Regions from separate parts of the Mus musculus genome. Here region 2 is linked to region 1. Evidence: chromatin contacts called from public promoter capture Hi-C data. All regions are on one chromosome and are shown on one strand. Each heading gives the region's core, a stretch centred on a gene start, on an enhancer-like site or on the middle of the called end of the contact. The rest is flanking DNA. Distances are from core to core; before and after follow the strand shown. Region 1 holds the start of Top3b (topoisomerase (DNA) III beta). Region 2 holds the start of Pi4ka (phosphatidylinositol 4-kinase alpha).

Region 1 (5,851 bases), core at 1,133-3,632:
AGCCAGCTCTTAAACTTGTTCTGAGATCACAAACCAGCCAGACCAAATTCAGTAAAAACAGCTTTAATTCTACAATCCAGCCTCCAATGGGGGCTCATAGCAACACCGCAGAACAAGGAAAAGCTGCATAATTCCATCTTCTAGGCTCTGCAAAACCTCACGTTCTACCCCTCCTTCCCATACCAGACTAGCCGAGCAAAGCAAACTCTGTCTTCAGTTCAGGGTCTGAATGTCTCCAGAGCCTAAGATCCCAAATCTGTATACGACTTTTCTCCTTCCCACTCCCTCTCCATCCTCTTCTTTTCCTGGCTCCGGAGCCCCACGGCACAGTAATACACAGCCTCGTCCTCAGGCTGCAGTTCAGAGATGCTCAGATACCCCAGGTTCCTGGTCGTATCTTTGGACCCGGAGAAGCGAGGTGGGATATCGGGACCCTGGTGCTTGTCTGAGTGTGAGAAGTATCTCAGCAGGAACCTGGGAGGGTGGCCCGGCCTCTGCTGGTACCAGTAAATGCTGTAAATGCCAATGTTATGGTCGTTGCTCAGGGTACAGGAGAGGCGGATGGTGGCTCCAAGGGAAGAAGATGCTAATGGTGGCTGATGCACCATGGGCTGAGGGCCACAACCTGAGAAGATAGAAGCATGTCCATCACTGGGGCAGAGCAAGGCCATAGGAGGAGCAAAGAAGCCCTGGGCCCCAAGAGTTTCCTTACCTGTGAGATAGGCCAGCAGCATGAGCAGGACAGACGTCCAGGCCATGGCTCCAGACCTGCAGCACCCTGCCCCCTACAGCCACTGCTCCTGGGCCCTGACCAGCTGGGAAGCACTCTCCTCCCTGCTTTGGGGAGAGGGTCACTGCACCCCTGGTTCCTGCTCACCACCCTCCCAGGCTTTCTGGGCTCTGTGACTCTGTCACTTACCAGAATGGTCTAATGGAAGCCTTTGTGGCTCTGGGTTTGACCCAGGGAAGCATTCTGGGAGGAAGCACCTGCTGGAACGTCATGGGCCAGAACCCAGGACTGCGGGCTTGTCTCCCTGAGGGAGAGTGACCTCAACTCCCCTTGAGAGGCTGAGCCCCAAATAAGCAGATCTGTAGTTCACTTTAAATGCCTGGTAAAGGGGACAAGAGTTTTCTCCTTAAACCTAAGCCTCATATCAGACCCCAAATATGTGTGGGAGCAGTCACTGGGCCTCTTTAGATGTTCCTCTACCATATGTGAGCACACTAAATAAATCTCCTTCCTCTGCTTTTTAGTATTATCTCTTTTAATTACATTTTTATTTTCATTTCTTTTGTGTTCACATGGCCAGCTTGGCAGCCACTGTCTGCCTGCTGAGCCATCTTATAGGTTTCTTACTTGTCTCGTTGACAAGTTGGGGCTGTCATAGCCAGTCTTGGTAACAAAAGGATGGCTTAAAAACATAAGTTTGAGGCCAGCCTGGGTCCACAGTGAGTTCCAGTGAGTTCCAGGATGGCCTTGGCTACATAATGAGACAATCTGAATATATACATACATATATATATATATATATTTTTTTTTTTTTTTAAGACAGGATCCCACTATTTTGCTCTGGCTGGCTATTCTGGAACTCAATGTGCAGATGAGGCTGGCCTCGAACTCACTGAAATCTGCCTTTCTCTGCCTCCCAAGTGCCGAGATCAAAGTTGTGAGCCACCATACCAGGCTATTAAAAAACGGTATGCTAATAAAGTCATCAAAACTATTTTAAAACTTCCATAATTCTAATACTCTAAAAAAATTACATATTATCTTCCAGATACATTAACACAAGTAGTGTGGTCTTCAAAATTTTAAAAGGTGCTTTGTTTTGTTTTGTCTTGTATAGCCTATAGTCCCAAGCTGGAATGAAATTCACTATGTAGCCCTGAATGACCTCTAACTCGCTGTCTCAACCTTCTGATTGCTTGATTCCTGGTAAGAGCCACCATCCCGCTCACAGATGTTGCTAACACTGAAAAAGCCTGCTATCTGAAATGTTTAAATTATTTTAATTATTGGGCTGGTTAAGTGGTTAAGGACCTGGGTTCAATTCCCAGTACCCATATGGCAGCTCACAACTATCCCCAGTTCCAGGGAATTTGACACCCCCGCACGGATGTGCATATGCAAGCAAAACACCAATGCATATCAAATAAAAATAAACTTTACATTTTTATTTTAATCATTAATTGCATATTTTCATCAGTTCTCGTAATCATACTGACAATCGTCATTAATGTCTTCTCCGGATGATTTTTTGGAGACACAATGGAGACTTGGGGAGCCCCTGCTGCTCCCAACAGGAAGCAGACAGCAAGGCACCCGGAACTCACCAGCCTCGGAACTTGCAGACACCTTAGTGTCGACATCGGAGGGCAGATGAGGGGACGCCACAGACGGACAGAGCCGGAAGTGAGTTCGTGAGTGGCCACCGGGGAAAGCACAGCCGGAGCGAGAGGCGCAGCGGCACGGCGGGTGAGCAGTGGGATGCTGGCTGCTCGAGGAAGCGGAAGACGCTGGCTTTCCCCAGGCATTTCCGGAATGGTAGCAGCGCTCCGACCCGGGCGGGGGCGTGGGGGAGGGTCCTGCCCTGGCGCGGCTTTTTCGCCATCCAGCCCTCGCCGTGGGGCCTCTGGGCGGCGGTGGAGCCGCGTTTAGTGGGCAGTGGTCGCTTTTCCAACGAGCTCCCCGCGGCCCCGAGGTGAGACGTTTCCCCCTAGTTGAGGGTAGGGAAACCGGCTCAGGGAAGTTGTGCTGCCCACAGAGGCTCAGGCCTGCGGTTTGCGTTCTTATCCGAAGGTTCCACTCGCTGCCTCCCGGAGCCTGCTCTGTCTGGAGACCCAGGCTGTTCTCGGACTTGATCTCTGCAGATTAGGAGAAAACTTGGGTAAACCAATGAGCTAGAGTCGAGGGCCAGCTAGTTATGCATAGGGAAGAACGGATGACCTCTCTTAACCTATTTGGAACCCGGCCTTTGGGAACAGGACTGTGAAAAGCCAGGACGACTTGGATTTGATAGCCAGAGAAAGGGGGGAATTTTCACCGTTCGCCAAGGTCCCTTGTCGCTAGTCTGAATTGTTATGCACTGCGATTTATTCTGGCTTTTTAAACTAGGATGATGAGATGGCTCAGCGCTCTTACAACCAAGGTTCCGACCCCGGGAACTCACGTTGTAAAAAGAGAGAGCTGAATCCCACAATTTGTCTTCTGACCTGTGACCGGCAGCATGTGCGTGCCCATACATATCCACACACAAAATAACTGTTTATTTGTTTGTTTAACTTTAACTCCTATTTTATAGCAATGTTGGTAGACAGAGCTGCAGCATACTAGATACAAAGAAGGAGTTAAGAGACAGGCTTATTTTCCTGGATCTGTAGGTGATTAAAAGTCACTGAAGTGTTAAATTCTTAGATTTCCCATGCTTTGCTGACCCCTTTTGGGGCTCCTCAAGTTAAATCCACTACTACATAATACAAAAAGAAACCTCCATATTTACAGTGCTTTCCAAGGGACACTGATTAGTGAGGTGTGGCAAAGAATGGGCAGGTTGTCTTGCTATTCTCTCTTTGCAATCCACACCTAAATAGCCCTTTGCTTACCTAACTCCAGAATAGGACAAACTATAGTGTCAGAGCCTTGGCAGAAAAGACTTGGTATATCATGTAGGTTTATGTTAAGGAGTCTTATTTAAGTGATCATATATAAAAATTTTGGCTAGACATTTTGGTGTACTCCTGAATTCCCAGCACTCAGGAGTTGAAGATAGGAAGATCAAGGCCGTAGTGGCTATATAGTTAAGAGGCCAGCCTTGGCCACACAAGACGCTGTCTTTGCCCAATACACACACATACACACACACACACACACAGCAAAAGCTTAAGTGAATAGTGTTGTTTCAGAGTCACAAAGTGTGAGTGTGGTGTGTAGGTGATGCTTATAAGCCATCAAGTCCAGGTTTTCTCATTGGTTTTCACTTTGAAATGGAAGATGAGCCTTAATTAGGGAAGTCTTGACATTAATCACAGTTACAAAAGCTCTCTAGAGTAGAATCTGGTCTAGGTAAAGGGAAATGTTCCTGTCAAGGCCCTGGATTGTCTAGTTCTGTACCTTAAAAGAAGAAAAAAAAAATGTTTTAAACAGCTTATTGCTATGTAACTGAGTATAGCCTAAAACTCAAGCTTCCCCTGCCGCATCCAGCCTCGTGAAAGATGCAGTTACAGGTGTATGCCAGCATACTTGGCATTAGAAATCTTTTTTCTTCCTTTGAAATAGTGATAGAGCATTACAAAGTCCCCTTGTGCTGAAGTGCTAAAACTACTTACTTGTTTTGAGTCAAAGCTGAAGATAAATGTATATTCAAAGTGGACGGCAGCTGCATAGCCTGGCAAGTGGACGGCAGCTGAGAGCGAGTTGTGCCTTTCTATTACTGACCTTTACCTGGATATGTGACAGAGTCCGGCTAAGGCAGCGTGTCTGTGTCTGAAGGGACTTGTCAGTCTAGTCAATAATTTGGATCTTAGGTTGTAGAAGAGAAGAAGAGATACAAAATTCCCAAAACTTGGAAACCAGAGAGAAAGAATGCCTAGAAATAGAAGTGTTTGCTGGCAGTAACGTTAGGTGTTGCTGCTGTTGCTACTGCTGCTGCTGTTTTTAATGTGATGAGGTCTCACTGTGTAGCCCTGACTGTCCTGGAACTCACTGTATAGACCAGGCTGCCTTCAAACTCATGCTAAGAGATCTACTTGCCTCCTACCAAACCCAACATAAAGTAAGTTTTTGGTTTGGTTTGGTTTGGTTTTGATTTTAATGATATATAAGCATATTATTAGTTTTACAGGTAAAACTGTTGTCATGTATTCAGAGATTCATTCAATTGTGTTTGCTCACCATCTACTACTTCCCATTAGAGTGAGAAAAAAAAGTCCCTGCTGTCACATAGCTAGCTTATTTTTCAGGAGCTATAAGGTAAGAACCCGATAGGAGTCTATATCAGGCTTAGTAAGTACTACAGGGCAATATAGCAAAAACATTCTTAGAGGCAACAGGATAGAGCACAGGTTCTAGAGCAAACAGGTTCAGGGTCAAATCCATGTCCTACAACTCCAGCTCTAGTGTGACCCATGTTCCCATTATAGAACAATATGATGACAGTGTCTCCATCCCAACCACAGTGGCAGGACTGTCCCAACACCTAGTACTTTCTTTGGAAGAGACAGGAACTTTAAAAACCTTCATAGAATAATCTGTTTCCAGTTTTCCTTTCTGGCCTCTGACTCCTCTATCTGATAGAACCAAAACTTCCCCAGAATGGACATCAGAGGCTATGACAATTCCCAGTCATTTCTTTTCATTGCTCCAGCAAACAAGCATTGCACACTAGGTACCAAAGAAACAGCAATAACCTAGATAAGCCATGGATAGACAGGCCTGCGGTGCCAAGTGTGGTTCTCAGGGGGAGTTAGGTCAGGAAGTCAGAGGCAAGACAGTTTTTGAAAATACTTGGCTCTTGTGTGAAATTTTATATTTAGGGAAAACATTCAAGTTTTTACTTGGGGCAATTTTTATTCTTTTATGGCCCCAGAGCAAGGACTGTAACAGCCCAGGTTCACCTCCATACATGATAAGGAGTAACAGAAACCCTTTTAGTGAAGGAATTTTCATTGACATCTTCATTGTTTCTAAACAGTGCTCTTTGCTGACTACTAGGTTGTTTCTGATCTTTACTTTGAATGATAATGCTGATGACAATTCCCCAGCAATGTTTTCTCACGGCTGTCTCATCTGGTCCTTCCATCACAGTCCTGTCTGCCTCACAGGGCTCACTGTCCACGTGAACAGTCTCACTAG
Region 2 (5,841 bases), core at 2,931-5,430, 540 kb after region 1:
ATCTGAAGCCTCTTGTGGCCTCCATATGCACCAGGCATAAATGTGGTGCACAGACATGCAGGCAGGCAAAATTCCCACACATGTAATGGTTTTGTGGTTTTTTGTTGTTTTTATTTATTTGTTTATTTATTTATTGGTTTTGGTTTTTGAAGACAAGGTATCTCTGCGTAGTGCTGATTTTTTGGTTAGTCACATAGTCATCATATACTTAGCAACCATCAAACAGATCTCCAGAAGAAAAGAAGATATTTACATAAATCATATGCCATACACAAGAGACTTAAGGCACAACAAATCATGCTTATCAAACAGTTAATAGAAGTAACAGTTCAAATGCCCAAATTCTCAGATACCAGCCATGGGCCAAACTCACAAGCAACCCCTGCAAAGACAGTGGCCTTGGATCTGTTCTCTTAACTCTTTTGCATAAAGTGATTTCTAAGTACTTTCCAAAACAAGTGTTTTAGGAGATGCAGGGAAGTATTAATTAACTTTACATTATACTGTGATCTTGACAACCCAAGCAATTATGACAAAAAACAAAACTAACAGTTACAATTAAAGAATATCAAGGTTTTGTGTTGCATTGATTTGGTTAAGGGAATAAAATCGAGTGCCTTGTTAATGATAAGCAAGTGCTCCTCCAAGCACACTACTACTGACCTACATCCAGGGTTCCTATAATGTCCTTTTAATTGTTTTCTTTACATTTATCTAGCGTGTACATCTGTGTCTATCGTCTTACTCACCTTGCTATGTTTTTATGACTAAGGAACAAAAAGAAACAAGTTGAGTTCAAAGTGCACTTCTCAGTTGCTGAATGAAAAAGAAAGCTATTACTGCTAGAGATGCAGGACAATCTTAAGAATCGTCCACTTCAGGAGCTGGAGGGATGGCTTAGATGTTAGAGGCATAGGCTGGTCTTCCAGAAGACATGGTTTGATTCCCCACACACATGGTGACTCATAAACACCTATAACACTAGCCCCAGAGATTCTAATGCCTTCTTCTGGCCTCCATAGGCACACCATGCAAGTGGTGCACGAGCATATATGCAGCCCAAATACTCATACATATAATATAAAATAACTTGAAGAATCATCCAGTTCAGATTGACAAGATAACCAGGGGCCATTGTACCAAGACACTTGTCACCAAGCCTGAAGACCTGAGTTCAGAACCCACATGGTAGGTGGCAAAACAGTTTCCATGAGTTCTGCCCCGCCAATTCCCACTTCTCTAAATAAATGTAATAAATTGTTGTTGTTGCTTTAAGGTGTATTATTTTTATTTTATGTGCATTAGTGTTTTGCTTATGTGTGGATCTGTATATCATGTGCATGCAGTACCCATGAAGAACAGAAGAGGGCATCAGATCCCTAGAACTGGGGTTACAGACCATTGTGAACTACCATGTGGGTACTGAGACTTGAACCTGGATCCTCTTGGAGAGCAGCAAGAGCTCTTAACTGCTGAAATATTTCTCAAGCTCATCCTAGGATGGTTTTTATTCATATCTTTTTATTGATCTTCCTAACACCCCTACCAAGACCTGTTCTGTGGTTTGGTTTTTGGTTTTTGCAAGAGAAAATCAACACGTGGAACTGACCTGTCCAGTTGTACTTGTGTAATGGCACTCACCTTCAACCCCAGCACTTGGGAAGCAAGCAGGTGGAGCTCTGTGAGTTAAAGGCTAGCTTAGTCTACTCAGGAATTCTAGAAAAGCTATATTGTGAGATCCTGTCTCCACCAAAAGGATGGGGGGAAGAAGGGGTGTTTGCTCAGTTCATGAAGGCACATGCAGTCAAGCCTGACAACCCACATGGTGGGAGGAGAGAACTGTTACCTGCAAGTTTGTCCTGTGACCTCCACATGCCCATTATAGTATATAACAAACGAACAAACAAACAAACAAAGATGAGGGGCTGGACAGATAGCTCAGCTGTTAGGAACACTGGCTGCTCTTCCAGAGGACTCAGATTTGATTCCCTGCATCGATGTGGTTGTTCACATGATTCCAATTCCAAGGGATCCAATGATGCCTTCTTCTGACCTCTGCAAGCACTGACACATATGGTGTACAGAACACATATGCAGGCAAAACACTCATACACATAAAACAAAAAAGAAGTTTAAAAATACAAGTAATAAGGGAATGTAAATTTAGATGGTCTTACCATTCAAACTCATAGTCTTACACACACACACACACACACACACACACTGCTGTCTTTCCCTGCTTGAGTCAGGATCTTGATATGTTGCCTAAGTTGCACCACAAGTCCTAAACCATCTTTTATTTTTTAATTTAAAAATGTTGGGGGATGGAGAGATGACTCAGCACTTAAAAATACTGACTGCTCTTCCAAAGGTGCTGAGTTCAAATCCCAGCAACCACATAGTGGCTCACAACCATCCATAATGAGATCTGATGCCCTTTTCTGGTGTGTCTGCAAACAGCTACAGCATAATTATATAATAAATAAATAAATCTTCTTAAGATGTTGTTATTATTTATTTGTGCTTGTATGTGCTCATGCATGCAAGTGCCCATGGACACCACAAGAGGACTTTCTGATGCCCTAAAACTGGAGTTACCTTCAAACATTCAAGCAGTCCTAAGCTGCCAGACATGAGTACTGAGATACCAACTCCCTGAGTGAACAACAACTCCTCAGCACCTCTGCGGATACTGGGCTGTTCCTGAGTAGCATGGACTACAGGTGCATGCTACCATGTCCAGTCTGTATTCATTCTTTAGCCAGAAGTCGGGTTGGCATTAGATCTTCCAGAACCTGTTCACCTTGCAGGTAGGTGATACAATCAAGTTTGAAAACTTACAAGGTCAAAGACCAGGTCACTCTGCCTTTCCACTTTTACCCATCAGCGCGCAGGTGCACATGTCACCCAGGTTCTTTCCATCTTTCAGAAAGTTGAATGGACAGACAGCCCCCTCCCTTCAGTGCTAACATACTGTGCTGAGTCTATTTACACATTCCTGGGCGAAAAGCAGCTGACTATTATTGTTCATCCACGTTGTGCCTGGCCTTAATATGTAAACTCATCAAAGCTTCACAGGTTTTATAGATAAGCAAATAGGCTGTTAGCATGCAAGTTTCTTCCTCAAGACTGCACACAGAAATTGTAAATTTAGTCAGCTCTGACTAAAATCTGTCTTCTTCCTATCACAACATCCTTTTGTTGTTGTTTGGTTTTTGGGTTTTTTTTTTCCCCTAAAAGAAAGCGGTTAGCCTCCTTAATCCTGGGGTTCTACCCTTCACCACCCACCCAGTTCACCTCTTATCCCAGGTCCAAGCATATCTTTTATCTTCCAAGATAAGGACTGGCGTGTCTTTCTCTTCTGAAGCAATCCTGAATTTAGTTCTCTGTCTACTAACAGTCCACTGCATATTCCTGCCACTGCATCTTCTCGAAACTCATCATCTTTTGATCCAGTCTAACGCTACCATCTCTTAAATAATAATACGATTTGCATAGCTGTCCTTCTCCACAATCCAGTGAGAAGGGCAAAAAGTGTGTAGGGGAGGAGGGCGTCCCATTTCATGAGAAAGACACCTCTCCAAGGTCATTGAATGAAAACAAAAAATCGGGACCAAAAGCCCGGATTGGACTCTTGGTCCTTGGCTCATCCTACCACGCCTCACAGGCAGTCACGATGCTGCCACAACCCCCGCGCCTGAGATGTCACAGCGGTAGTCCGCCCGCCCACAGCTCACTGCCCTCCCACTCCCACCGGTACCAGACCTCCCAGCGTCCTGTCGACTTCCCGACTCCTCTCTTCACCAGAACCCTCTCCCACCGACCTCCCTACATCGCTGCCACCTCTATTCAGGAGCCCCTCTCTAGTCGCAAGTAGCCTTCTCAGACCCAGCAGCGTCCCGCCGCTTCGCCACCTCAGGCCCCTCCTCCTGTCAGTACGCAGGGTTACCTTCTCCAAGGATGCTGGTCTCTGCACAGCCAGGGAGCGGGCCAGTGAAAGTACTGTGTTGAAATAAAAGCCTCGAGAGGTGCTGGAGCCAGAGCTGGACCCCGAGCCGCCGCCGCCGCCGCCGCCGCCACCGCCGCCTCCTCCCCGGGCCCCAGCAGCCGCCATCACAGCGCACGCCCCGGCGCAGGCGGCTGGGTTCACAGCTCTGGGCTCGCCACCACCGGTCCTTACTGCGCAGGCGCAGAGGCGGCCGACTTCCCGGCCACCTGACCACCTGACTCCTCCCCTCTCCCCTCCCCCGCACTGGGTGGGGCCTGGTCCCCCTCTGCCGCTCCGCCGCCGGGTTGGCTCTGGAGGCGGGGCTCTAGCGCAGTGCTGGCGGAAGTAGTGCGCGCGGCGTCCACAGTGAATCCGCCCGCCGGCGCTGGGCTATCGACTCCTCGCTCAGCAACCCCTCCTGCTTCCTAGGTGCAGGCCGTCTCCCGCACCATGTCTGGCTATCCTAAAAGCTATAATCCTTTCGACGATGACGTGGAAGAGGAAGACACCCGGCCCGCGCCGTGGAAGGACGTCCGCGACCTGCCTGACGGCCCCGACGCGCCCATTGACAGGCAGCAGTACCTGAGACAGGAGGTGTTGCGCAGGGCCGAGGCTACCGCTGCCAGTACCAGCAGGTCCTTGTCTCTCATGTATGAATCGGAGAAGATCGGAGTCGCCTCTTCCGAGGTGAGCCTGGGGCAGAACTGAGCTAAACCGGCCAATCAATGCGTTATAAAAACGGGATGAAGAAATATTTTGTTTACGATCTTTTGGTATTTTTCTAATTGCCTACCGTAAGTTCATGGACATAGTGTAAAGAATTATGTATCAGGATCACCTGATGTTTACCTCTGGAAGCTTCCTTATCTATTATTCTGCGAGGTTAATTTCTCCCTCGCTGCCCTGCCCTCATGTCTAGTTAAAAAGTAAACTCCAAATAATGTTCTGTGTGAGAGTAAAAATGCCAAAGTGCGGCCTGTATTTGGGAAGTAGTGTCTGTTTCATTTACATATAACTTGTTAGGCAGAAGCCTCAAGCTGTTCCTCTCTAGTGGCCCAGTTAAAGTGTGAACTGTGTATGCTTCAAGTGCCAGGTGGTGCCTGAAGTACTGACGCAAAGGGAGCCTGTGTTCTTCTTCTCACATCCTTGACCACTTTTCACCTTTCTAATGGGAATATTTAAGTCCCCTCGCCTGGGCTCCTGCTCAGGAAACCAGATCCTGAATTGAGTCGACTCTTACCTTTGTAGACCGTGTGTTATTGTGACAGCTCTTTCCATCCATAGAAAATTTCAGCAACTAGGAACTTTGCTTTCCTTTAATTTACCTGTATTTGCATATGCACAGTTTAAGGGTGTCCCCTGAAGCCGGAAGAGGGCACCAGGGAATCCCTTGGAGCTGGAGTTGACAGATGGGTGCTGGGAACAGAAATGGTCTTCTGAAACTTCTTTAAGACCTTTTCTTTTTGAGGAGTTCGGCTTGGTGGACAGCCTACCAATGAAGCCCAGGCTGGTCTGGAACTTAGAATTCTTGGTCTCAATCTTTCTGATACTGGGATTTCAGGCATGTACCATCTTCTCCAGCATAAAATAAAGATTATTCCAAGACACCAGATTGCCCCTAAGTCTACTGGCAAAATAGTTGTTTTGGCAGAAGAAGAAATTACTGATATATCAGCCAAGAATAATCTTAAGTATTTTACAGTTTTGAAATGTAATAGTTGAAACAAAATACTGTCTTTCTTTACCAGTCTTCATCTCTGATCTTTGGCAAGTGTTCTCCTCTGGGACTTGGACAGATCTCTGTTGTTTTCTATTGCCACTGTTTGGTATTTTACCTTCTCCTACCTTCCCTG

The links. Promoter capture Hi-C pulls out the DNA fragments that hold promoters and counts their contacts.
Region 2: a promoter capture Hi-C map of pre-B cells shows a contact between it and region 1, with 3 times the contacts expected there. The contact joins the promoter of Pi4ka here to the promoter of Top3b in region 1. A contact is called at or near these places in 1 of 39 promoter capture datasets (pre-B cells) and 1 of 484 Hi-C or Micro-C datasets (CD4 T cells).

What each region holds. Positions count from the first base shown.
Region 1 is chr16:16,868,354-16,874,204 of GRCm38.p6, forward strand. It overlaps Top3b (topoisomerase (DNA) III beta), which reads left to right and starts at 2,383. Exons shown (of 18, transcript NM_011624.3): 1 at 2,383-2,702. It overlaps Vpreb1 (pre-B lymphocyte gene 1), which reads right to left and starts at 902. Exons shown (of 2, transcript NM_016982.2): 1 at 713-902; 2 at 48-625. The coding sequence starts at 758. The coding sequence ends at 243.
Region 2 is chr16:17,401,685-17,407,525 of GRCm38.p6, forward strand. It overlaps Pi4ka (phosphatidylinositol 4-kinase alpha), which reads right to left and starts at 4,181. Exons shown (of 55, transcript NM_001373955.1): 1 at 3,950-4,181. The coding sequence starts at 4,114. It overlaps Snap29 (synaptosomal-associated protein 29), which reads left to right and starts at 4,316. Exons shown (of 5, transcript NM_023348.4): 1 at 4,316-4,675. The coding sequence starts at 4,439.